Linked DNA regions of Mus musculus: all the other regions are linked to region 1. The links are chromatin contacts, called in public Hi-C, HiChIP or PLAC-seq, Micro-C and promoter capture Hi-C maps. All regions are on one chromosome and are shown on one strand. Each heading gives the region's core, a stretch centred on a gene start, on an enhancer-like site or on the middle of the called end of the contact. The rest is flanking DNA. Distances are from core to core; before and after follow the strand shown. Region 1 holds the start of Mex3b (mex3 RNA binding family member B). Region 2 overlaps Il16 (interleukin 16). Region 3 has its middle 45 kb from the start of Gm10610. Region 4 has its middle 34 kb from the start of Gm39043. Region 5 overlaps Il16 (interleukin 16). Region 6 holds the start of Bnc1 (basonuclin 1). Region 7 has its middle 4.7 kb from the start of Gm39043.

Region 1 (3,773 bases), core at 939-3,438:
ACTATATAGCCCAGGCTGTCCTGGAATTGGTTGAAATCCCTGCCCTCCCTCACCCTCTCAGATGACAGGCAGGGGCCTCGCGGCCAGGCTCTCTTTTGCTTCTTGCCGTCATGAATGCTCTTTCATTACTCTTTCTAGGCAGGGCGCTTTTGCTCCAGTACCTAGTTTAGGGTCCTCAAGTGCACTCCTTCCTCATTCACAAACCAATTTGACTCCGAGTTCATAAGCAGGAATTCTCTACTGGTCAGCGAACTCTCTCTGCACCACCATTTTCTTACCCCCACCCCCACCCCGTCCACTCCCGCCCCTTATAGAACTGATTCTTTGAAGAAAAACACAGCCAGCTTGGGGAAGCTGACGTAAACATCCTGAGGAAATAGCCACAGTAAAGCCGCACCTCAGCCTCATTTCCCTAGGGAAATAATCAGCACCTCTGCCCCGAGACAGCTCCAGGTGAGTTTGGAGCTTGGGATCACCTTCGCACGCTTGGAAGTGCAGGCGCTGGCAGAACAGTCCGCTCCCAAGTGCACTGCCAACCATTGTCACTTTTAACCACCCAGGCATTGGGCAGGGGAGGTATTGTGGATAAAAGCCGAGGTGCGGGGTGATCCCTTTTTTCTGGGTCCCTCAGATCTGCCCCAGGTCCCCAGGGTCGCCCCCAGCGGGGAAGGGGTTCTCCAGTAAACCAGTCTGCGGTGTACACAAGTCGCCTCGGAATCACCAGGAGGCGTCTCTCCCGGCAGACCTTAACAGGATTAGGGAAAGCCTGGACTACTAGCCTGCAGGGCGCAGGGGCGCGGATAAACAGGCGGGCTCCGGGAACAAAGGACGGAGAAGCGGATGCGCTTTGAGCAGGGAAGGGGCGTCCTCCTCTCGCAGGAGGGAGATGCGCCGAGGCCCGAACCCCGCCCCGGCCCGCCCCTCAAAACCTCCTTTCTTTTCGCTTGCGCTCGGAGGCTATCGGTGGAGAAGCCAGGAGGGGGCGCAGTTCGCCTTGGCCGCCCGCTAGTCCTGTCGCACCCTTCCTCCGCCGCCTCCCCCAACCCGAGAAGCGCACAAAGAGCGCCAGGCCCGACCACACACCTCCCGGCGGGGCCGGGCTGGGCGGAGGGCGGGGCCGGCGCGCTCTGGGCTCCTCTCAGGCACTGCGCATGCCTGACCGCAGGGAGGGGCGGGCCTGGGAGCGGCGGGCGCGCACGCCCTCACTGTTCCCGGGCAGTGTAGGGCTGGCGTCCCGGCAGTGGGCGCGCGGCGCTCGTGCGCGTGTGGGAGCCCGCGGGGTCTCAGTCCGCGCGCCAGGCATGTGCGGGACCCTAGAGGTCACCTGCAGCGGTGCGGGTCGGGCCCTTTCTGCAACCGGTTTCTGGTTTTGGCATTCGTTCTTTCAGGGCCACTTGGGCAAAGTGCTACCCAAGGGGACGGAAATGTGAGCGCGCGCGCGAGTGGCAGTGTGGGCGGGCGTGTCTTTTGTGTGGCGTGCGCTCCCGCGCAGGTGGGCAGCTCGCGCCCAGCAGTCACAATACCAATGGGGCCCAGGATCTCGAGCCTTTGGTTCCGCGTCCCAGGGTTGGGCCGCCCTGTGGTACAGATACCTTGTACAGTATACCGTCCACCTAGTGGTCGCGTCGGCTCCAGGGATGCTTTATTTGGGGGCAGTAACGGGACTTTAGAAGGACCGCTCTTTGGAGCTTGGCGGCTGGCATCACAGTTGGGCGCCTTTTCTTCTCAACCTGGAGAGGAAAGAGACTTGAGGACAGTGGTTGTCCTCGGCTGATAGGTACATATAAATGTCCCGAGCCAGCCGGTCCCGCATTAGACAACAAAGAGAGGCGTTCGCGGCGGCGGCGGGGGAGGGGCGCGGCCGGGAGGAGGCCGGGGCGGGCTGCGGCGAGCTCGATGGGGGTGGCGCTGGCTCCGCTCTCTCAGCCCCGGCCTCCGCCCGCCCCCGGCCTGGCGCGCGCCAATCGCCTCCCCCAGCGATAGTGTCAGTAGCATTGTAGTGTCAGCTCCCGCCGGTGACGTTGCGCCTCCCTCGTCCCCCTCCGGAGCCGTCTGGCTGCAGAGGCTCAGTCAAGAGGCGGGTAGGAGAGGAGGAAAAAGCGCTGAGTGAGGGCGGGCGGGAGGGAGGGAGGGAGGGAGTGGAGGAGCCGGGGAGGGGCTCCTTAAAGAAACGCTGCTGTCGCTCGCCTGTTCGCTTTGCGCTCGGCATTGTGGCCAGCCAGCCGGGCACTCGGGGGGCACGCGCGGCCGCCGCTCGAGCTCTGCCCCCACCCCAACCGCCAGCAGATCTGGGGTGGGGACCCAGGCGGGGGCTCTTGCAGCCACTGCCCGGTGCGGATTGCACGCAGAGACCCACTCCTCCGAGCGCCGAAAAACGAGCCACGGAGCCCTCCGCAGCCGACCGGCCTCCCCGCCCCTGACTGCCGGCTTCCCGGCTGCCTTTGTGGCTGCACCTTCTAGCTGCCGAGCAGAGAGCCGGCTGGGGCGCGGCGCGCACGGCGGAGCGATGCCCAGCTCGCTGTTTGCAGACCTGGAGCGCAACGGCAGCGGCGGCGGCGGGGGAGGCGGCGGCGGGGGAGGCGGCGGTGGCAGCGGCGGGGGAGAGACTCTGGATGACCAAAGAGCCCTGCAGCTTGCGCTCGATCAGCTCTCCCTGTTGGGACTGGACAGTGATGAGGGCGCCTCTTTGTACGACAGCGAACCGCGCAAGAAGAGCGTGAACATGACCGAGTGCGTGCCGGTACCCAGTTCCGAACACGTCGCGGAGATCGTAGGGAGGCAAGGTGGGTCCGGCAGGGATGGGGACCGGAGGGGTGTGTAGGATCTCCGCCACCGCCTCACTGTGAGGGCGGGTGCAGGAACGGGAGCTGTGGCGCGGGGGAGCCTTGGGGAGGGAGGAAGAGCCGCGCGATGGGCCGGCGCACTAGACAAAGAAAGTGCAGGCAGGCTGTCTTCCACAGCGGCGCCAGTGCCGCGGCGGGATGCACTTTCTCCTGCTAAAATCACTGCCTTTTCCTCTAGTGCTCCAGACTTAGTCCACTCTAGGAAAGATGTTTAAAATATAATATACTGGGGGAGGGGACCTCTGGTGGTCCTTTGGGAGGGGGCAGTATGGGGGGGGGTCGTCCGAAGGGATGAGGATTCGGGATTTCTGCAAAGCGGAATGGAATAGAGTCCAGGGAAGGAACAATGGGTCCCAGGACTGCCATTCTCTTAACCCCACCCCTAGTCCTCCAGAGTCTAGGGATCGCGGCTTCCCGGGAGCCCCTGGTCTTCAAGGCAATCAGTGTGCTCAGTTGGATACCAGCAGCATCCCCCTAGATGACTTTTCTGGGGTTCTGCGCTTTGCTTGGGACGACTGCAGTTACCGGGGGAGGGCCAGGCAGCCAATGGGCTATTTATTCCTCGAGCGTTTCGAGGACAGAACCGGCGGTCCAGCTCCTAGCGCGGTTCGGGGTCAGCGAGGGAGACGCCCCCTTTCTCTGGTCGCGTGTTCTGCTGCCCAGCTGCCTTGGGCGCGGGCTGTCCCGGGTCTCCGCGGTTATCCTGGGATAATGGGCGTGTCTCTTTCTCTATTTCTCCTACTCCCTCCCTTGAACCCTGGCTTCCAGGTTGTAAAATCAAAGCTTTGAGGGCGAAGACCAACACTTACATCAAGACCCCAGTTCGCGGGGAGGAGCCTGTCTTTGTTGTGACGGGCAGGAAGGAGGATGTGGCTATGGCTCGGAGGGAGATCATCTCTGCCGCAGAGCACTTCTCCATGATCCGAGCCT
Region 2 (3,520 bases), core at 444-2,943, 790 kb after region 1:
TTCCTTTTTCTCTCCTTTTTCTTCCTCATGTGTACTTGTATGTATGTGTCCTTGTTCCTGTGAGTATATGGGTGTAGAGGCCAAAGGGACTTCAGGTGTTGTTCCTCAGAAACTACATACCTGTGTTTTGAGATGGTCACTCGCTGGTTCAGAGTGCCCCAAATAGGCAAAGCTGGCTGGCTACCAGCCCCAGGGATTTGCCTGCCTCTGCCTTTCCATGTTGGTCTTGTGATGTTGTTTTTGATGTGGGTTCTTGGACTGGGCCAGGACCTTATGGTTCTCTGGAGCTCCTTTATTGATTAGTTGTCTTCTCAGAACCCACATTTTACCTTTTAATCAACACCTCTTACGTTGCATTATCTTTGGAAAAGGTCTTTTAAATTAATCCCAAACTTAATTTGATTTCTACACAAAATTTATTCAGGCAAATGTTCCCTGGCTCAGCACTTGGTGAATGAGGGGAGAGGGAGGAGGTAAGGCAAGAGGATGAGAGATGGGGACTAATCAGAGAATACAAAATCATTTTCTTAAATGTGAGTGGTATTTTAAGACAGTGTGGGTGCCCACAGAGCTCCCACAGAGGCCGGATTGGGCATCAGATCCACAGGAACTGGAGTTACCGGTGATTACTAGCCTCCGTGTAAGTGCGGGAATGGAGCTTGGATCTTTTAGAAGAGCAGCCAGTGATCCTGAGTCATCTCTCCAGGTTCATGGGAAGTATCTTGAAGGTCATTTGGGTACAGGAAATTGGGTTACCTTCAGTTACATTAAATGTAACCTGTCGTACATATCTGCTTGAGAAGGGTCTTAGGACCCTAGAGAGAAAAGACTACAGACAGAAACAAGAGAAGAAGGTAGGAAAAAAGAAGGGAAGAGGGAGAAAAGGGAGAGAGAAGAAGGGTTGAAAATGGAATCACAGGCAATAAGATCCATTGAGAAAGGTCTGGGAGTGGCCAAGGCTGTTAAGAATGGTGTAGAAGGTCAACTGCTTCCTGTTTTCTGTCAGACTAGAAGCCTGTCTTTGTGATCTCTCTGCCAGCACAACAATGCTCTGTTGGTTGAGTGAATAAGTTACAGAAGGGTCTACTGGCCATGTGGGATGATGCAGAGAGGACAAAAGAGCAGCCACAGAACGGCCTTTGTGTTAGTGTGGACCATATTGCTGGTGTGAACAGGGAAGGAAGCCAAAGGCAGGGCAGATTGCTCAAGATGTGGGATGCTGAACAGAGAAATCAGAGAGAGAGATAGAGAGAGAGAGAGAGAGAGAGAGAGAGAGAGAGAGAGAGAGAGAGAGAGAGAGAGAGAGTGCACATGCTCGCACATACATGTGTTTATATTTGTCTGTGTGCTGTCTTAAATACCTTGGCTCCTTGCCTGGCCTTCCCTACAGAACACCTGCTTCCTCCCCTGGCTGTCTTACTTGGCAATGCTCCTTGCCCGACATGTGGCCCCACCCAATCAGGAAGCCAAAGAGATTCATCAAGGCACCTGTTCTCCTTTCCTGGGTCTGCAGGAGGAAAGCAAAATGTCTACCCTTTCAACATTTCCTTCTGGTTTGCCTTCTAGATTCTGCCTCAGATCCAAATGAAGTGTTTGCTGAAGGGGGAGTCAGGGAAACACATTCACAGGATACCCCGCCCTCTCTGGTTGCTAGTCAGCCCGGCACGTTCAGCTGCCTGAAAGTCTGTACTTCCTGTTTGGTAACACAGCTCCTCCTTCACTGTGTCTTCACCAAGGAACTCAAGAATTTCCTTCCCCATCCACCTCACTGAAGCTTGTCAATGGGCAGTTTGACAAATCTCCTGCTTTCTTCTAGGGGATTTCCAGAGGCCTTACTTCACCCCTAGCAGCCTTCACTGCACGCCTCAGCAACACAAACTTAAGTAAGTTCTTCTTCTGTGAAACTGGGAATCTCACCCTCAGACCCGGGGAAGGATGAACTAAAACAACGTGCGTGAACATATCTAGCATAATGCCTATGGTGGTTTGAGTAGGGACAGCCCTCATAGAGTTGTGTGTTTAAGTGCTTGGCCAATAGGCACTGGCACTAGTAGGGAGTGTGGCTTTGTTAGAGTAGTTGTGGCTTTGTTGGAGGAAGTATGTCACTGTGGAGGCGGGCTTTGAGGTCTTATATGCTCAAGCTATGCCCAGTGTGGCAGTCTCCTTCTGCCTGTAGATCAAGATGTAAAACAAAGCCCCTCCAGAACCATGTCTGCCTACCTGATGTCATGTTTTCCACAATGACAGTAATAGATTAAACCTCTGAAATTGTAAGTCCAATTAAACGTCCTTTATAAGAGTTGCCATGGTCTTGGTGGCTCTTCACAGTAATAGAAACCCTAAAACAGTGTCCTTTGTTGAAAGGGCTCAAGTTTCAGCAGCTGCCTTCCTGTCTACCTACCATCCTTTGGGTGTAAAGCTAGAGGAAGAAGCTCCAAGAGAAGTTATGGTGCTGGAGTCTTCAATATACGGAAGGGAAGATCTAAGTCTCACAACAGCCTGTAGAGGGAGCCACTCAAAAAGCCCAAAGTAGCAGCTAAGGACACCTAGACTTAGAGAGGATGGTTTCCGAGTCTCCCCACCTCCAGAAGGCAAAGTTAATTTCTCGCGAACATCTTGTACTCCCACAAGCAATCATTCTCCCTCTGCTTTAGCTATTGGGGTGACTACTTGTGGTTAGCAGAGCATCTCAGATTCCTGGACTCAGCCTCCCCACCACAAAGTAACCCTGCTGCTGATACACCAGCGCGTGAGCCATGTGACCCGCGAGTGTTACTGCCAACAGTTGGCAGGCCCGGAACTTCCGGTTTGGTTCTGCGAAGCTTCATATGTCTCTGCACAGTGAGCTTAAAGAGAGTGCTTCTCTATGCCAGAGTACAGGAAGCCTGCAGACATTTCTAATGCTCAAGGGCAGCAGCTTTGCATGTTGCAGGGGACACACGTCCCACTGAGCACACCCTCCTACCTGGCTGCAGGTGGGCAAGGTGTGCCCAGAAGGGTCTGTGACCTTCTCTTTCTCCTCCAGTTTCTTCTGAGGCTCGCTGTCATTTTTAAAGTATTTTCTGGGTGGAGGCTTGGGTTTGGAGGATGTCGGCTTTCTCACCAAAATCTCAAAAGATTTCTTCAGTCTCAGTGGTGGGTGGCTCTCTCTTTCCAAGCTCTCAGGAAGGGGTGGGCTCTCCTGCTGAGGCCTGGATGGGACCCCTGGGCACGGCTCTTGCTCCTCCCCTGGGGACAGGCTGGGACTGTGTGTGCTGCCTTCCCTCTCAGAAGGCTGTGGCTCCGCACCTGCACTGCAGGGACTTCCCCCTGGTGACCCAGACATGTAGCTGCTGTCACTGCTGGATCGGACCATGATCTTCTGGGCCCTTCGATGTGGGGGCGCTGAGTGCTTCTCACGTTCTTTCTCCAAGGTAGGCCGCCCATGCCAGCTGCTCTCCAGCCTTTTGACACCTGCATGGTAAGCACAAGGAAACATTCAAACTGAGCCTCAAAAGACCAGGTGGACCACAGGCAGCAC
Region 3 (3,826 bases), core at 960-3,459, 640 kb after region 1:
TGGCACCATTCCTAGACAGGTGGGCCTGGTGATATAAGAAAGCTAAGTAAACATGAGACAGTCCCCAAGCCAATAAATAGCATTCTTCTATGGATTCTGCCTCAAGCTCCTGCCTTGAGTTTCTGCCCTGATTTTCCTAGATACTGGGTTTTGACCTAGAAATGTAAGCCAAATAAACCCTTTCCTCCCCAAGTGGTTTTTTTTGTCTGTGGTATTTTATCACAGCAACAAAATGAAACTAGAATGGGCTAGGAGGGTGGGTAAGTCAGGAGGAGGCAAAGACAGCTTTCCCTCAAGCAGCTATCTCCACTCTACAAAGTTCATCTCAGGGTGAGTAAAGGTTTTAATTTTGACAGAATTATTTCAAATAATACGTTTTTGAAGATCATCTGTTTGCTATCTCTATTAGAAAAATTACACATCTAGATCATGATCACCAGTGGAAGAATTCTTGCTAACAACTCACACCTCAAATTCATTGACCCCTTGGAACTAACTATAAGGTTCAGGAAACGCAGCATTTGGGAGTTCAGAAAGGACAGCTAAGACCATGGAGACTATGCAGGGTGAGATACACTGCCCCTCCAATAAACGTCAGAGGACACTAAGCACCCGGAAGGTGGAGATCTATAGAGCAAAACACAATCAGATGATGCTCCAAACAGATGTTTGTAAACTGTGTTTTTGACTTGGGTTTGAATAGATCAAACTGCCTATGTGTAGATAAAGAGACATTTTCAATAGTGCATGTGGAGTTGGAGGAGCAGCAATAACTGCAGGCTGACAGTGGTAGTCTGGCTAATTATTTAAAGAACTTTTGTCTTTAAACTGTGCACTCTGAAATATGGTAAATTAAAGCATACAGAGGCCGAGGAGACAGCTCAGTTGGCATAGGGCCTGTCTTGCGAGCATGAAACCCAGAATCTGAGTCTTAGAACCCAGGTTTTAAAAATCAGGTTATAGTTGGGCATCCTTATGATCTTCGTGTTGAGGAGTCAAAGACAGGCAGATCCCTCAGGCCGTGACCAGTCAGCTTGGGCTACTTGGTAAGCTTCCAGGCCAATGAGAGACACTACCTTAAGAAAGCAGGAGGCCATTGCCTGAGGAACGACAGCCAAGGTTGATCTCTGGTCAACACATGTACACACACATAAGTATACACATATGCACATAAACATGAAATGTTTATCTTTTCTCCAATTCAGACAAGTCATGCTATGTGTCTTATGCAGTGAATGGGACATAATATTAAAACACACATAATATTAAATTACCTAAGAACTCTTGATTGTAGGTTTTAAGTTATTCCATTTGAATCTTTCTATTCTTTTCTTTTTATTAAATCGTCTTTAATTTTAGGAGGCCCAAATGATCAGTGTTTATACTATTTCTGAGCCAGTTTTTTTTCTAAATGTCTATAATATAAACACTTCACATGGAATTTGTATCTGTTACTTTTCTTGCTACTGTGTCCAAAACACCTGATAGAAGCAACTTAAGAAACATTTCTTTTGCTCACAATTCCAGAGGGTTCAACCCATGGTGTCTTGGCTCCATGCGCTGGACAGGTACTAAGATGAATGGTGGGAGTAGTGTGTAACAGAGATTGCTCATTTCATGGTAGACAGGAAACAGAGGACGAAAGGTGTGGAGGCCGGGTACAGCCTCCAAAAGTGCATCCTCAGCAACCCACTTTTTCAGTTAATCCTTACTCCCTAAAGTTTCCCCACACTTCTAGAAATATCACCACCAACTGAGACCAAGCTTTCAATATCCAAGCCTATGAGGAACATTTCACATACAAGATATAAACAATATGGTCTTTTTTTTTAATTTTCTGGGAGAAAAGAGTTTATTGCATCTACCAATTTACAGCCCATGATCAAGAGAAGCCAAGGCAGAGCTAAGAGACCATGGGAATGGTGCCTACTGGCTTTTTGCCCCTGCTGGGGCTTGGCCAACTTTTTAACATGACCTAGAAAAAAAAACCCACTCAGGCTATTTGTGCCCACCCACCTCAAAATAAATGAAGATAGTGCCCACAGACTTGCCCACACACCCACTGATGAGGACATTTTCTCAGCGGATCTTTCCCAGGTCTGTAAAGTTTACAACCAAGATTAGTCATCTAATGGCCACTACTTGTCCATAGGACAGGCAAACATGTCCCAGATTCTGGGCTCTCCACTGCAACAGAGGCTGAATCATCACTAATGTCTCTCTTGGCTTCTTGCAGTGCCAAACCTCAGCTTTTCTACCAGACCTCTTCAATGCTGCAGCTTTAATTCTGCCAAAACCAGTACCAACTGGGAGATTTGCACATTACCTAGATCAACTGCCAGCTCGAGATGCAGCTTGGACCCCTCTGGACCACAGCTTCTGTGTGCTGCCTAATCAGAACTGAATCTTACTAACTCCGTCCTAGCTAGCCAGCACCTGATAAAGCAAAGTTTATCTTTCTTTAAGCCTCAATCCAAAATATCTCATGAGCTGTACTGATAGTCTTCACTTGTTGCTGAAATGTCACAATCTACACTTCCATCTCCCTCATCTGCCTCATCATTGTTTCTTGTCTGGCTTTCTTTTATTAAAAATAATTCTTCTCCCTATAGGTCTCACCCATACTGGGCCAGGCATGGCAGGAAGCAAATAAATAGGTAGTGAGTCGGAAGAGGAAGAGAAACAAGAGGCTTAGGATGAATGGGAGACACAGGACAGTTGCTGGGCTTGTTTCTTGAGAAATTTGTCCTTCAATAGAGCCAGAAGCAAACACAAGTGCCAGTGGGCCTATATCTTCTTGCTTTGAGAAGACTGCCCATGGTATGAGTTGCTGTGACTCCCAGAGTTGTATCTTAGCCCAGAAGAAGGGCAGTATCCGCAGAGTGGAGCCTCACAGCTGACTCATCATGTACGGCTGTGTTTGGCCCACTTGCTAATCTCTCTAGTTGGTTGTGGTGGTGGTTCTACCCTGAGACTGAACGACTCTATGTTGAATTACAGGGGTTTTTTTTTGTTGTTGTTGGGGGGGGGGGGATTGCTGTTGCTGTTGTTGTTGTTGTTGTTGTTGTTGTTGTTGTTTTGTTTGTTTTGGTTTTCTGTGCTGTGTTTACTTTTGTCCACAGATTTATTTCATTTGGAATCTCGTTTAGACAAATATTTAACCAGCTTACCTTTCAAAAGAAGATATCATTGCTAATGAGGCACACGTGGGTAAAAACACTACCATGGGCAAATACGTGATGGAGAGATGGGAAAGAATGAGAAGGGGTACAGGTTGTACACTACTAAAGGACGTGGAACTGGAGACTTGAGGGTGATGAGGAACAGCCTGATGTGAGTAGCCTGCACTGCTACCTGAGGTCATGGTGAAGCCCCACCACATGCTACCACTGAGGGCCATATCTAAATCTGTAGCCATGTAGCATCCAGGGTCTGTGTTGATGTCTATGGCCTATGTTACTACCAAAAGCCATGTCTGGGGTGTCACCTGGGCCATGTAGATGAACAGAGATAGCCCCCTTCCAGCCATGCAGTGGCATGAACAAGAGAGATACCCAAACCTGCCCCTAGCAGCCCATGGCAAAGTGGAAGTGAGCTGGCCCCAACACTTGCCTTGGCAAAGTGGGAGAACTGGCCCTATTGGTGTGGACACTCCAAGTCAGCTAACACCCCGGCCCAGATCCAGGATTTGAGTTAACCCATCCCAGCATCTACCCTAGCTATGAACTACTAGAACATGTGAGAGGGCCAATCCTGCACAAGTGATGAATATCCAAGAGACGTCCCATTGAGCTTCCAGTGTTGAAAGTATAGCAGAAGACAGAGT
Region 4 (3,611 bases), core at 775-3,274, 980 kb after region 1:
TTGAAGTCTAACCTAAAATGTCAGTGAACAATATGCACATCTACATACACACCCCACGTACACACACACAACCATTTTGAAAATGCAGAAATTCCTTAAAGACACATGCTATAAAAATGTAGGCAAGAAAGACAAGTATTAATAGATATTGCGCTATTTTCCTTCACTATGCTGATCCTTGGATTGCTGGTCTTTGATTCTCTGTTCAAGAATGAATGTCTGGGGCTCAGGATGTAACTCAATTGATAGAGTGTATACCTCACTTATATGAAGTCCTGGGTTCTCTTCTCATCTCATTGCTATATTAACCTGGTATGGTCATGAATGCCTACAACCAAAACACTTGGAAGGTAAAGACAGAACAATCAATAGTTCAAAGTCTTCTTTGACTACAAGTAAGTGCAAACCCTGTCTGAGCTACATGATATCCTATCACAGTAACACATGAAGATCCTCTAAGAGATCATCCAAAGTCACCCTGACCTAGAAAGGCTCTCCCTTGGTCTCCTTTTAGGTTCCTGAAGGATCTTACCTGAGAAATCTCCTTGTCCCACTCTAACTGGTGACTGCTTGACTACAGTCTTGTATTGTGATTGTCTAGTTCATTCATAGGAAGAGAGTGCCCTACTTGTCACTTCCATTACTTCAGAAATCTCCAACTCCCTGGGTTCTCTGCCTCCCTCACTCTCAAACCTCCAAGTGAATAGGTTACCTACCCTAAGGCACAAGGTGGGAGGTGCCTCAGTAGGTCTCAATGAGATTGAAGCTAGCCTAGTCTTCATTGTGAGTTCCAAGTCAGACAAAGCTGCAGAGTGAGACCTTGTCTCAAAAAACATTTCAGAGCTACACTATTCAACCTGGGTTTCACAAAATATGAAGACCCCCATGAGATGTTAATAGGTATTTTTTTAATTCCTCTGTTAAACTTAGGTGATATTGAATGTAGTTTTATTATAAATCATCTCAGAGCTTTTAACAGGCTAACATTTATCACATGTATCACATACAACTAATGAAGGGCCTGGCATTTACGAAAGCCCTGGTCTGGCTTACCAGGATTCCCTGCCCTCGTTGGGCAGCAGCTGGGCATTCTGTGGCTGAGTGCATCTTTTCAAAGGAGCAGCAGATCCCTCCCTCTCTCTTGAGTTCTCTTTGTGCTGCCCAATTGTCAAGTCTAGCTAGGGAAGGAAAATGACTGTGTTTCAGATTGAACGGTCCTCTTCCAGTTATGCACAAAGAGGAGGAAGCCCCCAGGTCCCAGGGCCTCCAGTAAGCTTCATCTAGGGAGATAGGCCAGGAGGCATAACTGGTAGGACAAGGACCATCCATTATTTCACTCCTGGACAGATGCCTCTGTCCACCAAGTCTGGGTTGCTGACGCTTCAAAGCAAGGAAGAAAATGGGCAGGAAGTAGAGGAAACTGTAAATGTGGCTGGAGGGAGACACATGCACACATATATACACACAGAGAGAGCAGGAGGGGCACGGGAAGAAGTGGGTGGGGGAAGGGAGAGGAAGCGGGGAGAGAAAAAAGGAGAGACTAATGCCCTGTGACTACCCTTCTACTTCAGTCCTCCTCCCTTCCCTCCTCCTTTCCCTCCTCCCCAGGGTCCTTACCTCCTCTTTCTCTTTTGCCTCTGCTCAGCCTTAAGCTAATTGGTTCCATTTCCTCTACTGAAGCTGCCTTTCCAAGCCCAAGAAACCCCTTAACTCATACCTAGGATTTGCTCTGAAGAGCTTTTGGGGAACAAGTAAAGAAGGGTTCAGGCCTGACTGAGATTAGGCCATTGGGATTCATAGCCCTTTGGGGTCACATTTACAAAAAACTACACACCTAGCAGGCATAGTAATAAACAAACTTGGCCTTCAGGGCTCTTAAAACAAACTTCCAGACAAACTCAGTCATAAAACAAACAGAAAGGAAACACACGCCAATGAAACAGAAAGTCCAAATATAAAGTCTTAGCAGTAATTACAGAGTTGTAAAGTTCAAAGTCCTGAGGAGTGATTAATAAGCAACTCCCTGCCCCTCCTCCCATCTCAGAACTGAACACTGTCTGCACAGGCTCCACACACAGCCCTCAGCATACCTCAATGGTGAAGGGCAGGAGGCCATTTCCTTACACAGACTCATTGCAATACCGAGCCCTAACTATTTCTGAATATAAAGAAATAAACTGTGCAAACTTACAAAGAACATGAGCTTTTATACAAGAAAGGGCCTTAATGAACCCGTAGCCTATTAATTCAGCTGAACTGGCTGCCTAACAAGGCCCAGAGATCCTTTGGTCTCCATCTCCCTCATGCTAGAGTTATAGGTATATGCCACAGCATTCAGGGTTGAACTCAGATCTGGTTTAAATCCCCAGGCCCACTTGTTTCATGTTTGAGCATTTTCAGTCATATACTAAATGGTTGGTTTGGGTATTTGGTCAACGTTTGGTATCTGCAAGGGGGCCAGTTTAAGTTTTATTCTAGAGGCTAGAAAGATGACTCAGCTGTTAAAAGCATTGGATGCTCTTCCAGGGGACTCGAGTTTGGTTTCCAGCATTCGCATGGTGACTTAGAACAATTCATAACTCCAGTTCTAGGGGATCTGATGTCCTTCTCTGGCCTCCATAGGTATTACCCATACGCAGTGCACAGACACAGACATACATGCAGGCAAGACACCCAGATACATGAAATACAATTTTATTTTAAAGATTTGTTTTAAGCGAACAACTTCAACATGTAAATAAAATATAAATCATTGAGTCCTCTTTCCCTCTTTCTTTCTTTTCTTTTTCTTTTATTTTCTCTTTAAGACAGTGTCTCACTGAATATTAATGGTTGACCTTGAACTTGCTATGTAGACCAACTCTACTTGGAACTCACAGAGATCCACCTGCCTCTGCCTCTTCATTGTTGGGTGTGAAGGCATGCAACATCATGGCCAGCAACAATTTCATTCCTCTTCTGTCTTTCTTTCTTTCTTTCTTTCTTTCTTTCTTTCTTTCTTTCTTTCTTTCTTTCTTTTCTCTCTCTCTCTCTCTTTCTCTCTCTCTCTTTCTTTTCTGTTTCTGTTTCTGTTTCTGTTTCTGTTTTTGTTTTTGTTTTTCGAGACAGGGTTTCTCTGTGTAGCCCGGGCTGCCCTGGAACTCACTCTGTAGACAAGGCTGGCCTCGAACTCATAGATCCGCCTACCTCTGCCTCCCAAGTGCTGGAATTAAAGGCATGTGCCACCACTGCCCGGCACAATTTCATTCTTAAATCCTTCATAAGCTTATTTTGCTCATACTTCAAACGTTATTAAAGTTTTCTTCTACAGTGAGAACTTTGGAACATTGTCATACCTTGTAGATATGACCAGGTGTTCCATACAGTGCTGGCTTTGGGGGCCTGGAAAGGAATTTAAAGATCTGGGATGTTCTCCAGGCCAAGCCCAAGATATTGCAGAATGCCTCACATACCAAGATCCTGTCATACCTGTGTCGGCGTCTGCTTGATCTCTTCCCTCCACTCCACCCGCCCAACATCCAAACTCCTATGATGGCTGGGGACAATGTGGGAGTATGAAAGTTGGCCAAGGTCCTCAAATTTCACCTCTTGTCCCTCTTTCTCTCCTTTGA
Region 5 (3,530 bases), core at 173-2,672, 840 kb after region 1:
GCCCCTGCCTCAGTGATAAGACTAAAGGCATGTACTACTATATACAGAATAATTTGTCAAAAAAATGAATACAGTATTATTTCACTCCTAGGTATACTTTAAAAAACTGAAAACATACACCCATGTAAAATTTCACACAAATGTTTAAAGAGGAAGTATTCATAGTATCCAAAAATAGAAAAGTACTCAGCGTTGATTAAGTGACAGATAGGTAGCTTGGTATATGCATACATTATAATATTATGTGTCAACTACAAGTGATTAAGCGATAATACAGTCTGCAATAAGATGACTGGAAGTGTCATAGTAATCAAAGTAAATCAGTGGAAAATATCACTTATGTGTGACTCCATTTATGAGATGTCCAGAACTATGCTGATAGGAATAGAGTAAGTATGATCATAGTCTCTGAAGCTCATGGTCTTATGGGAAACGGGGGTGTGACAGAGGGTGGGCTTTGGGGAATTTCTAAAACCTATGGGGTTTCTTTTGAGGTGGTAAATGGTTTTAAAGTTAGCAGTGATGATTGTACAATTCTACAGACATGCTGCTGAAACCACAGAATATTATTCACTTAATTATATGATATATGACCTGTATAATAAAACCATTCAAAGTGAGCCATAGTGGTATGTGCCTACAGTCCTAGAATTCAGGAGTCTAAGGCAGATGTTTTTAAAACCACCCATGAGTTCAAGACTAGCCTGTGTTTCATAGCAAGATCACATCCTATCTGTGATGGCCATCAAGAATCCTAGTATCCAGTCTCCAAGGAATATCAACCACTTCCCAAATGATTCTCAACTCTGTCTCTCCACATTCTCAGATATTATTGTAGGAAATAATTGTATAAAACACATGTGGATGTTGGTAGAAAGGTGCCCATCACCACACTTGTAAAACAGGAAACACTGGTAGGTGGGACATTAAAGGACAGGGGAGGATCATGCTTTCCCTGGTTTGGTGACCACTGACTGTGTTCCTTCAGCTAAAGCCAGGTAACTGTTTAACTGTTTTAAATGGGATAGAACCCTGTCTACGGAAAGGCACCACCATCATGCATAGGCAGCAGCTGGTGGCTGCACTAAAGGCTGTGGAGCAGCTTCTTTGCCCGGAGTCTTCTGTGGCTCTGAGCTTATTCGATGAGTGGCTGAATTTGGACGTTGCTGTTTGTAATCTAATGGGATACTACAGAGCAAGAGAGATCTCAGCTCCTTCCTAAGACCAGAGCCTAACAGGACATTCTCTTTGTATCAAGAGGATGATTCAAAGGATTATCTCCTTATTTTAAATATGGAGTAGAGTGGATCCATGCCATCCTGAGGTAGTGAAAGGAAATTATAGTCCGGATACAGCCCTGAATGGAAGCAGGGAGTCCCCGGAGAATTGACAACTACCAGTGAGCACTTGCAGGCGCTTTAGCCTAATTCATGCCACATGGACTCGCAACCCTCCAGACAAGAATTTGGTTAATTCTGCTCCAGGCTAATGATACCCCAGCTACCCCACCAAAGCAAATTTGAATCTTCTGTGAAGGCACCAGCACAGACTGTGCCTACAAAACACCCACAGAGAAAGTGATGGGACATAGGAGCCATCAGAGAAAACAGTTCAATGGAAACAAAGCTCCCCGGAGCATGCCATGATTAGAGAAAGCCAGGAGAACCACACACATGAAAGCCAGGCCTGCACACACTGCAAACTGCACAGTGGGCACAGCACACAATGAAAATTCGACAGGCTTTGTGCTTTAAAGACATCAAGGAAGTGATTAGAAGTTCAGAGGAGAAACAGAAAATTTCTCAGCAGGCTCAAAAAAAGAACTGAATAAATTAATACCCAGAAGTTAACAGGCTGAACAGGGTGTTTAGAGAGGACTGAAGGCAAGGGAACAGAGCTGGGGCATAGTTTTGAAAAATACCCAGATGGCAACACAAAGGTGTGGAAGATACTAATGAGAGCTTAAAACAAAATGTGACACAGTGACAAGTGTATGCATGCAACAAATTTCCATAATGAAGAGACCTGTGTCATCTGTCTATCTTCCATCACCTATCTCTTATCTATTATATATCTATCTATCCATCTATCCTCTGTCTATGTATCTATCTATCTAATACTTCACATGACATTGGTTGAGAGACATTAAACCATAAACTCATTTAACTTGGCAAACCCTAAGTAAAAGAAATAGAAATTAAAGCATAACAAAAAGTTTCTGAGAAAAAGTAAAATCCCCCAAACAAAAACTGAGCTATTTAGTTTTTAAAAGCGGTAGGCAAGATGGAGGAGATGGCTCAGTGCGTAAGAATACTTTCTGGGCAAGCATGAGGGCCTGAGCATGCATCTTAGCACTAAAGGGAAATGCCAGGCATGGCCATGTGTTCACCTCTAATCCCAGCATTTGGGGGGAGGGATAGAGACAGAAGGATTGCTGGGAGCTTAGCCACCATTCTAGCTCCAAGTTCAGTGAGAGACCCTGTCTCAAAAGAATAAAGAAGTTGAGGCACTGGCAAGAAAGCTCACCAATTAAAAGCACTGGCTGCTTTTACAGAGATCAAGGTTGAATTCCTAGCACCCACATGGTGCCTCACAACTGTCTACAACTCCAGTTCCAGGTGATCCAATATTCTCCCCTTCAGGCCTCTGCCAGCATCAACCACACAAGGGGTGAACAGATATACATACAGATGTACATGCTGGCAAAACAAGATAGAACATACATATACATATTATGTATATATATATATATATATATATATATATATACATACATATACACACACATAATTGTGTATGTGCATATGTGTATATGTATATATGTGTGTGTGCACATGTGCCTGTGTATTTCCTTTTACTGCCATTTCTCTAAATCTTGACACAAAAGACAGAAACAAATGCTAAGCAATAAGTCTGTGAACAAAGATGGAAAAAATTTGGTGAAAATGCCAGGTGAAAAGGCCCCTACATAATAAAATTCATCAAATTTTAGATGTTCAAGCTATTTACAGGTGATGCATTATATCATCTCCAATTGGTTACTAGAAGTGTGGATGGCATACATATATATATATATACCAAGTGTATATATATATATATATATATATATGTGTGTGTGTGTGTGTGTGTGTGTGTGTGTGTGTGTGTGTGTGTGTGTGTGTATGGCAGAGAATGATAAAGCAAAAATCTGACATCCTCCTCCAGCCTTTGTAGGCACGTGCATCTGCAATTACACCACACATACACCATATAAATGCAAACCACATACACACAAATTAATTAATTGTTTAAGAGCAGCAAGCAGAAAGAAATGAGAAACTGCCTTCCAACAGGAACCAATTAACTCACTTCTCAGCAAGAACTGTGTAAGACAAACAACAGGAAACAAGTCATTAAAAACCATATGTATGTTTACTTATATGTGTGGGGTTAAAAACAAAAGAACAGAAATTAGATTAAAATTTGGGTACCTACTAACATGTACATACAAGCAATACTAAATAGACCTAGCAGCTTGTGTTTATATGTTA
Region 6 (3,609 bases), core at 755-3,254, 880 kb before region 1:
CTCAAACTCTGAGGAGCTCACACCTTAAAAGAGTCCATCAAAGTGTCTGAGGATTCAGCTACAACAGAACACAGTCAACACCTGAGTGGAGACAGTTACAGTTTCTGTAAAACTGAAGTTTGTGAACTTGCAACAATAAATAAGATAATGAGTCATATTTTTTAACTATCTGAAAGTATGCTAAAAAGAACAGTTATTAAAATTCTCCAGAGAAAGAAGGGCAGCTGTCTGTATCTATTTTAAAAGAAAAATAAAATACAGCACAAATTGTAACACTTGAAGTAATGTGCAAAATTACACTTTGATGCATACAATTTTAAGAAAGGTATAATAATATGCATCAACAAATTTGGGGAGGGGCGAATGAGAAAGTTACATGTTTCACTACTTAACAAAAGTTTTAACGCACAAACATCAATTTGTAAACTAAACCTCTGTTAAATTCGAAAAGATCCCATGAAATCTAACAGCACAGTGAAGACAACGAGCAAGTAAAAACAGACTGCCAAAAAAGATTTGCCAAAATGCTGTTTTTCAGTTCACCTATACTGTCACACCAAAATCTTGTTGCTTTAATAAGAAAAATTTACTTCTTATTGTTGATATATCTGTTCTGTGTTTCCATGCAGTAACAGGTTCTCTCTCTCTCTCTCTCTCTCTCTCTCTCTCTCTCTCTCTCTCTCTCTCTCTCTCTCTCTCTCTCTCTCACACACACACTCTGACAGGGATTCCCAGGACACCAGTGGGGCCTCTTTCAAGCCCCTTAAGTGTTAACAGCAGAGGCCTGGCTGTGACCAGGCGTCTGGCCCGATTTAAATGCCCTCATCTTCAGAGGTCTGCGGTGAGCCTAGCCATAAAACTAGGGGACATTACCGAACCCCAGAGTGTCTGATCTTCCCCCCCCCCCCCGCACTGCATACAACTTCACTCATACAATTAAGGCTGCTAGTTGGCATTCCATTTAACTGTCAAACTCAGGCTGGTGGCAGCCCCACAGCCACAAAGAGATGCCTTAAACGAGAAGAACATGTTTCTACACCGCATTTGAGAAAGTTTGGCTCCGAGCTATGTACTGATTGATATCAGATCTCTCTCACTTGCCTCTCCAATCTTGTCACATCTGGCTGACAAATCCCCAGGAGTTTATCCGAAGTCGTGAGGCCAGTAGGGTTAAGGGGCTCCCCTGGGGAAGCAGCGCCCGTGGACAGCGGACACCCGAAGCGGATGCTGGGGTACGCCCGGCTGGAACCCCGCTGCGGGGTGGACAGTCACTGGGCCACTAAGCACCTCACCTCTGCATTGCCAGGATCCCTTCCTGTCACTCTCAGGTAAACCATCTCCAAAGAGACTGGACCTTGGCCCTCTGGCTTCCCCATCAGCATCCGGATGCGCTCCTCCAAGTCCCTGAGCGACCGGAGGGCACGAACACCCCTCACTGTCCCACGCTCGACAAGCCAGGCGGAACGCCGGCAAACCAACGCACTCCTTCAGCGCGGTTCAACTGCGAGCATCCGTCCTCTTCAGACACGTCTAACTAAGCTGACGGTTTGCGGCGCTTTTGGTCTTTTGTCTCTTCCCTTTTAAAAAAGCAAGGATTTGTCCCTCAGGGGACCGGCGCCCCCTCCACGCCCCTCGGGCGTCTCCGCGACTCTCCTCCCGGGATGACCGAAGGTCACGGCTTGAAATACCAGACAGATGGACGTCCCTGCGCCAACAGCGGTTGGACAGGGGCTCTGGGGTGTAAGAGAAACGGGGCGCCGCTCACGGGTCACCTCGCTGCGACCGGGCACAGGCTGCGAGGAACTGCAGTTCGGCCTCCCGGGACGCACACACGGCGCCGACGACGAGCAGGTGGCCCTCGTAGGGCGGCCCCGCGCCCGTCGCCCGCGCGACCGCTTACCTCAGCCATCCTGCAGCCGCTGCGGAGCCGGCCTTCCCGGCGCGCGTCCCCTGCCCGGGCCGCTCCGCGTCCGCCCCGGCTCGGCGACCGCCGCATCCACGCTCTGGCCGTCTGGGCCACCCCCGCCCCCCCTGCGCAGGAGAAGTGGGCGGCTCCCCGCGGCGCCGGGTGACCGCGCCGGCCCTTGCGCCCCTCGTGCACCCTCGCGTCCGCCCCGCGCCCCGGGGTCCGCCCCTCCGCTCGCCCCGCCCCGCGCCCCTACTCCGGCCGCCGGGGGCTGCGGGCGACGCTCGAGGGGGTGTGGGGAGGCCACGCAGAGTCGCCTCGGTTGAGGCCAGGCCGCGGCCCCCCGCGCACAGCGGAGACCTCGGCGGCCGCGGGCGCGGAGGTGTCTGCCCCCGGCGGGCTTGAAGGCACTTGTTGAGAAGGAGACAGACGTGTCGGTGTTTGCCTCTCCCCGGCGAGGGCGAAACGCTCTCTGAAGTTCCCTGGCTCTGCTCTCTCGGGCTGATGCAGCCTCCCTCGCCTCCCCCGGAGGCGCCTCGGGTCCCGGTGTGGACCAGGCAGAAGGCTGCACTGCCCCCGCCCCCACCGGGAACTTTTTATTTCCACAGATGTGGGGACTTGGGTCGGGTCGTGGAGGCTTGATTGGGAACTCAAACACCCCGGTCTCTTGTGTGCTCTGTGTTAAAGTCCCGGTGTTACCGCTTGCCTGGGACAGGTGACTTCGCTCTCAGAGTTGGAAAGCGGGATTAGACTTAACTAGGTTCTAAGGAGACACGGAGATGAAGTGATAAATCAAACAAGAGTTTCGTCCCCTGGGAGCCGATGGGGAGGGGCTCGCCAGGAGAACCTGCTTTCCGGGGCCTGAGGACAAAGAAAAAGAATCCTTCGGCCCTAAGAACAGGGGAAGATTGTCCACAGCTGGTGTGAAACAGAACCAGGTTTTACTATATAGCTCTTGGGCAGGGCGGGACCTGAGACCTGAAGAGAGGCCAAAGTGTTTGGCTTTTTGGGTCTGTCCTTTTTAGAAGTAAGAGAGCCTAGACTTGGAGTGGCAGGTCCTGTTTCTTTTTTTTTTTTTTTTTTTTCTTTTTTTTTCCCCCAATTTGTTGCACCTGCTTCGCTGCTGGTGGGCGTCCTTGAAAAGGGAACACAGTCCTGCACAAATCAGAGATGCCGGGACAAAGAAAGAGTTGCAAACAGAAGACAGGATGCCAGTTACCCCACGTGCTGACAACAGGCTTCAGAGGGGGGAAAGGTGAGAACAGGACACATGACAGAAAAAAAAGTGTGGGCATCTGTGCTGCACGGGGTCCGGAAACTGGACACCTGGATTTCCCCCAGGTGCCTGTTCTGGGTCTACCTGGTGGTACTTTTCCTTGCAGGCATGAAGTTGCCTAGCCATTGCGATAACATTGACCTGGAGATGCGCATTAATATTGCCACATGGCAAACTTCATTATGAAGCCTTGTTTTATTAATGACCAAGCTAAACTGGTTGGTTACCTTCTGTTTGCTCTTTCCCAAACAGCTACAGTCCACCACACCACCCAACGTTTTAGGCCTTTCTTCTGGTCCTTTCTTTTGTGGCTATTGTTTCAAGGTGTTCTCTTCAGAGAGGATTGTGTCCCTGGCTCAGAAGCCTTCCCTGACCCACCAGGCCTCCACTCCACATATTTCTGCACCCTTCACTTGTTTCTGCCTCC
Region 7 (3,671 bases), core at 1,101-3,600, 940 kb after region 1:
AACAAATGAACCAATGGAATAGCAACAGCAGATTCTGCCTGCAAATATTCCATCTTTTCTGTTCTTAGATCTGCCTCCACTCCCTTGCTTGCCCCAGTAAAAGGAGCTTGGGATATCAAGATGACTGCCTTGGGAGGGAATCTGGGGCACCTGAACAGGAATGGGGAAGACAGAGTATGAGGCTCACTAGAAGCCACAATCAAAAAACCCTTTTCTGAAAAGTCAAAGTTATCTCTGTCACACGCACATCCCTACCCACTCGTAACAAAAGATCAGTCCACTTTGGTGTGCAAGGCTCTTGAGCTCCATCTCTGTTCGCCTGCCTCTTCTGCTAAAAGGTTCTGGATCCTTGCTGCCTTCAGAGAAGCTGCCAGCATTTCTGCAGGCTAAAAGCTCCCACCAATGGAGCTTTCAGCATTCGATTAAACATCAAAACCTTCATTGTCCACGTTGGCATCATCTGCTCCTTTCCTGTTTGAAACAACATCTAGTGTTCATTTCTTCTCTAAGAACCTGCCTATAAGATACTGGATGAAGGGAATTCGGAAACCAGCTCTATCACTTGCAGGCTAGGTGACTTTGTACGTTCTTTTCCTCCTCCATCCCTCTGCTTTCTTAGCTGGAAATAGAGATTGTACGGATGCCTACTTCACTCCTTCACTTCAACTGTTAAATGCCTTAAGGCCTGTGAGTGGATCTGAGCAATGCTGGGTTCATCCTGAGTGCTCAGAGTTGCCTCGGCTTTCTTTGCAATGATGTACTTCTCTGGGATTCAGTCCTCTAATGACCATGCTGCCATGGGGTTGACACTTTTAATCTTTCAAATCCATAAGTGCCCGGGCCTGGCAAACCTGAATTAACCTTCCTTTAGCTGCCGCCGCTCCCTTCACTTCAGGGTGTTCTGTGCTTATAGAATTTCCATACTGTATTCAACCTGAAAGACAAAGTTCTTCCCTACCAAATTATTGTCCAGTTTAATGACCTAGGGCCAACTTGACTTCTGATCCCATCTCCTGTCTTTTTTTTCTTTTTGAGATTTTATTTATTTATTATATGTAAGTACACTGTAGCTGTCTTCAGATCTCATTATGGATCGTTGTGAGCCACTATGCGGTTGCTGAGATTTGAACTCAGGACCTCCAGAAGAGCAGTCGGTGCTCTTATCCGCTGAGCCATCTCACCAGCAACCCCATCTCCTGTCTTACGATTTAAGCCCTGGGTCTTGAGATATCTGTAAACTATGCCAGGGTCCCTTGTGTTTTTCTACCAAGGACGAAAGCCTGTCCCTGTCCTCAGCAATCAAAAAAAAAAAAATCTATCAAATTGCTGGGACCCAATTTTCTGATTGAGTTTTTATAGTACAGTATGGATCACCTTCCTCTAAGTTTCCTGCAAGAGATCTTGTACAGCTACTGGCCTAGAAAACCTGAACTTGGCCGCATCTCAACACTTTCTCTGACCCAGTTCTAACCCATCAACTCAGGGAGATCACAGCCAGTCTTCCTGATCCTTTCCCTGTGTGCGAATATTGTAGGCCCATTATTACTTGTGCTAAATAAACCTGGACTTCTTGGCACACTTCTCCTGCCATGTGGCAGAGTCATTTGTTGGCTCAGTTCGGGAGCATGGCGAGACTCAGTAGCAATGGGATGCCAGTCTCACCCTAGTGTTCCAGATGGTACTTGCCGCCCCCAAGTGTGCCTGCAGAGCTACAAAACCTTTTGCCAAGGAAGGGAGCCTTGGTGTGGCCTACAACAACACAGTGAGGTCAGTTGGTCAGGTGCATACTTCAGATTCCTGGAACCGATCCAGTCATTGTCTCCACGCTGAGCTTCGGAGGGTGCCACTGCTCATTAATCAGCATCCCACAGCATCCCTGCCAGAAGAAGCAAGGACAAGCAGAGGCACTGAGAAAGATCAGGGGACAGCTCCAGGGGGATCTGCGAGAGGACCAGTAGTTCCTGGCTCTTCCATTATGAATGTGTGGCCATGGGCTAGCAAGTTACTGTTGCCCAGAGTCCCCAGAATCACCTCTGAGACCACCAAGACTTCATACCACCATCAGTGCTAGGTAAAAATTAAAAGTAGAATATTTGGCAGAACAGCACATGTGTCTGCCTCTAACCCAGTGCTGCTTCCACTTCCTCCTCCTCCTCCTCCTCCTCCTCCTCCTCCTCCTCCTCCTCCTCCTCCTCCTCCTCCTCCTCACTGTTATAACTTCTGCAGGGAACCCGGATGGATCAGAAGTTCCTTGGGGAAAATTAGCATGACCTGGTACAAAACAAAGCCCACAGAACTAAGTATCCCCCCAAGCTACTTCCTCAAACACATTAAACTGGTATCAAGTTACTGACTGGGTAGTTCGGACTGGCTCAACCAGCCCTCGGTTTGAGGAAGTGAAAAGAGGAACCACTGTCTTTGGGAAGGACAAAAAATTGGGAACCTAAGGAATACACAAAGGCAAGTTTAAAGCCTGGAAATAAATACCTGGCAATGGTAGGTGTTTTTAGAAGATCCCAGGTTGGGAAGGTGGCTGGGTCAGTAAAGAGCTTGCTGCTCAGATATGAGCAGTTTCTAAGCAAGTAGATATTCGGCTCAGAATTTTGTACTCATGCCAAGGAATGGACCAAAATTCCCCTTGACTCTCTATTCTACAAGGAACCAGTGCTCCTCCCATTCCTGAATAAAGTGTTCCAGGAGGGGCAGAGGCCAGTGTGGGAAGTCTGGCAGGAAGATGTCTCCTTTGACACTTGAATGACAGCGCAGCTCTCCGGGCTGGTTCTCTCGAGTGACCCTCTCCTCTCCCCGCTGGCAGGCTTCTCTCTTCGGAATAAAGGATAGGGCAGGGCTCCTCTCTGGTGTCTGCGGCTGGAGATAAGTCCTTGATGACTCCAATTTGGGAGATACATTTCCTATTTATGAGGAAGCCACGCACCCCCTGCCCCAGCAGGAGGGACTGGTCTCCCACCCTTGGCAACAGTGGGAAGTGACTCCACCCACCCTTCCCCAGCCCTGGGGGATTCCAGCAGTTGAAAGGTCTGAGCTGGAAAGATAAACATCACCGCTTATCCCTCACTCCCTCATTGTTCCCCTTGGAAAACAGAAAAGGAACCGGGAAGGGAAAGAGGCTGCACGGAAATCCATCCGTGGGGTTGCTAAGGGAAACAGCCTAAAATGGTACTGGGGGGATCCTCCCTTCCTCCTCTCTGACACCCTCATCCACCCATTCAGCAAAAGAAAGAAAAAAAAAAGAAATCCCAAACTTTGCTTCCTACTTCCAAGAGGAAGCGTCAGTCCCTAGGCCCTGTCTCAAACCTTAAAGTCACAAAGTTAAGTACAAGATTGCCAGGGGAGACCTGATTTTCTGTTACTTAACAGCTCTGTAGCCTGGTTACCTGTTCCAAAAAAGGGAACCTGCTAGCCTGCCTCTCTCTTAACTTTGTTCAACACAAGCGCGGGAATCCTTAGCCTCAAGCAAATGCTTCCTGTGTTGTAAGAAACTCAACTCTTAATGCTCTTTCCAAATGCAGAGGGCGAATTCTTTGTTCCCCTACAAACCCTCATTTGAACTGTTTTCTCTGTCGGAGAAGCTCGGCTGCTGAAATCCTTTCCATCCTTCCTAGCAAATCCTGAAATCTCTCTCTAAGAAGCCAGCGCCGTTCTGACAGATC

The links. Promoter capture Hi-C pulls out the DNA fragments that hold promoters and counts their contacts. A called contact is a pair of places that touch in the nucleus more often than the background predicts. HiChIP or PLAC-seq counts read pairs in DNA pulled down with a chosen protein or histone mark.
Region 2: a Hi-C map of CD8 T cells shows a contact between it and region 1, with 3 times the contacts expected there. The contact joins the enhancer-like site here to the promoter of Mex3b in region 1. A contact is called at or near these places in 12 of 39 promoter capture datasets (the 3T3-L1 cell line, the C10 cell line, the HPC-7 cell line and 7 more), 1 of 15 datasets of contacts at CTCF or cohesin (large pre-B cells), 15 of 484 Hi-C or Micro-C datasets (B cells, CD4 T cells, CD8 T cells and 7 more), 23 of 115 datasets of contacts at active chromatin or transcription factors (the HPC-7 cell line, T-cell acute lymphoblastic leukemia, acute myeloid leukemia and 19 more) and 3 of 9 other capture datasets (embryonic stem cells, liver and macrophages).
Region 3: a Micro-C map of muscle stem cells shows a contact between it and region 1, with 10 times the contacts expected there. The contact joins the enhancer-like site here to the promoter of Mex3b in region 1. A contact is called at or near these places in 15 of 39 promoter capture datasets (the 3T3-L1 cell line, 3T3-L1-derived adipocytes, the C10 cell line and 10 more), 2 of 15 datasets of contacts at CTCF or cohesin (the NIH/3T3 cell line and large pre-B cells), 21 of 484 Hi-C or Micro-C datasets (Sertoli cells, cardiomyocytes, cerebellar granule neurons and 15 more), 22 of 115 datasets of contacts at active chromatin or transcription factors (SST interneurons, acute myeloid leukemia, bone marrow-derived macrophages and 16 more) and 1 of 9 other capture datasets (embryonic stem cells).
Region 4: an H3K4me3 HiChIP or PLAC-seq map of embryonic limb bud shows a contact between it and region 1, with 2.4 times the contacts expected there. The contact joins the enhancer-like site here to the promoter of Mex3b in region 1. A contact is called at or near these places in 7 of 39 promoter capture datasets (the 3T3-L1 cell line, cranial neural crest, embryonic stem cells and 3 more) and 8 of 115 datasets of contacts at active chromatin or transcription factors (astrocytes, embryonic forebrain, embryonic limb bud and 5 more).
Region 5: a contact with region 1 is called in an H3K4me3 HiChIP or PLAC-seq map of embryonic limb bud, with 3 times the contacts expected there. The contact joins the enhancer-like site here to the promoter of Mex3b in region 1. A contact is called at or near these places in 3 of 39 promoter capture datasets (the C10 cell line, hippocampal neurons and liver), 5 of 115 datasets of contacts at active chromatin or transcription factors (astrocytes, craniofacial prominence, embryonic forebrain and 2 more) and 1 of 9 other capture datasets (adipose tissue).
Region 6: a contact with region 1 is called in a promoter capture Hi-C map of embryonic stem cells, with 12 read pairs. The contact joins the promoter of Bnc1 here to the promoter of Mex3b in region 1. A contact is called at or near these places in 3 of 39 promoter capture datasets (cranial neural crest and embryonic stem cells) and 3 of 484 Hi-C or Micro-C datasets (all in embryonic stem cells).
Region 7: an H3K4me3 HiChIP or PLAC-seq map of forebrain shows a contact between it and region 1, with 9 times the contacts expected there. The contact joins the enhancer-like site here to the promoter of Mex3b in region 1. A contact is called at or near these places in 13 of 39 promoter capture datasets (the 3T3-L1 cell line, the C10 cell line, the HPC-7 cell line and 8 more), 7 of 484 Hi-C or Micro-C datasets (cerebellar granule neurons, cerebellum, cortical neurons and 3 more), 16 of 115 datasets of contacts at active chromatin or transcription factors (T-cell acute lymphoblastic leukemia, astrocytes, bone marrow-derived macrophages and 9 more) and 4 of 9 other capture datasets (adipose tissue, embryonic stem cells, embryonic tail and 1 more).

What each region holds. Positions count from the first base shown.
Region 1 is chr7:82,865,145-82,868,917 of GRCm38.p6, forward strand. Mex3b (mex3 RNA binding family member B) reads left to right here and starts at 2,189. Exons shown (of 2, transcript NM_175366.3): 1 at 2,189-2,783; 2 at 3,612-3,773. The coding sequence starts at 2,507. It overlaps Gm36584 (a long non-coding RNA gene), which reads right to left and starts at 2,152. Exons shown (of 5, transcript XR_003946820.1): 1 at 398-2,152.
Region 2 is chr7:83,657,833-83,661,352 of GRCm38.p6, forward strand. It overlaps Il16 (interleukin 16), which reads right to left. Exons shown (of 19, transcript NM_001360087.1): 12 at 2,966-3,453. Among named protein-coding and RNA genes, the nearest start is that of Stard5, 28 kb to the left of the region's middle. Within about 2 kb of position 1,694, at least 149 of the 459 cell types and tissues checked have an H3K27ac peak or open chromatin away from gene starts, as enhancers often do. A contact at or near this core is called in B cells, CD8 T cells, T-cell acute lymphoblastic leukemia and 16 more, where this site is marked.
Region 3 is chr7:83,503,247-83,507,072 of GRCm38.p6, forward strand. No RefSeq gene overlaps it. Among named protein-coding and RNA genes, the nearest start is that of Gm10610, 45 kb to the right of the region's middle. Within about 2 kb of position 2,210, at least 13 of the 459 cell types and tissues checked have an H3K27ac peak or open chromatin away from gene starts, as enhancers often do. A contact at or near this core is called in muscle stem cells, where this site is marked.
Region 4 is chr7:83,845,862-83,849,472 of GRCm38.p6, forward strand. No RefSeq gene overlaps it. Among named protein-coding and RNA genes, the nearest start is that of Gm39043, 34 kb to the left of the region's middle. Within about 2 kb of position 2,025, at least 38 of the 459 cell types and tissues checked have an H3K27ac peak or open chromatin away from gene starts, as enhancers often do. A contact at or near this core is called in embryonic limb bud and liver, where this site is marked.
Region 5 is chr7:83,702,124-83,705,653 of GRCm38.p6, forward strand. The region is part of intron 2 of Il16 (interleukin 16); the gene reads right to left. Among named protein-coding and RNA genes, the nearest start is that of Il16, 29 kb to the right of the region's middle. Within about 2 kb of position 1,423, at least 9 of the 459 cell types and tissues checked have an H3K27ac peak or open chromatin away from gene starts, as enhancers often do. A contact at or near this core is called in craniofacial prominence and embryonic limb bud, where this site is marked.
Region 6 is chr7:81,990,295-81,993,903 of GRCm38.p6, forward strand. Bnc1 (basonuclin 1) reads right to left here and starts at 2,005. Exons shown (of 5, transcript NM_007562.2): 1 at 1,901-2,005. The coding sequence starts at 1,996.
Region 7 is chr7:83,807,536-83,811,206 of GRCm38.p6, forward strand. No RefSeq gene overlaps it. Among named protein-coding and RNA genes, the nearest start is that of Gm39043, 4.7 kb to the right of the region's middle. Within about 2 kb of position 2,351, at least 102 of the 459 cell types and tissues checked have an H3K27ac peak or open chromatin away from gene starts, as enhancers often do. A contact at or near this core is called in the HPC-7 cell line, adipose tissue, bone marrow-derived macrophages and 9 more, where this site is marked.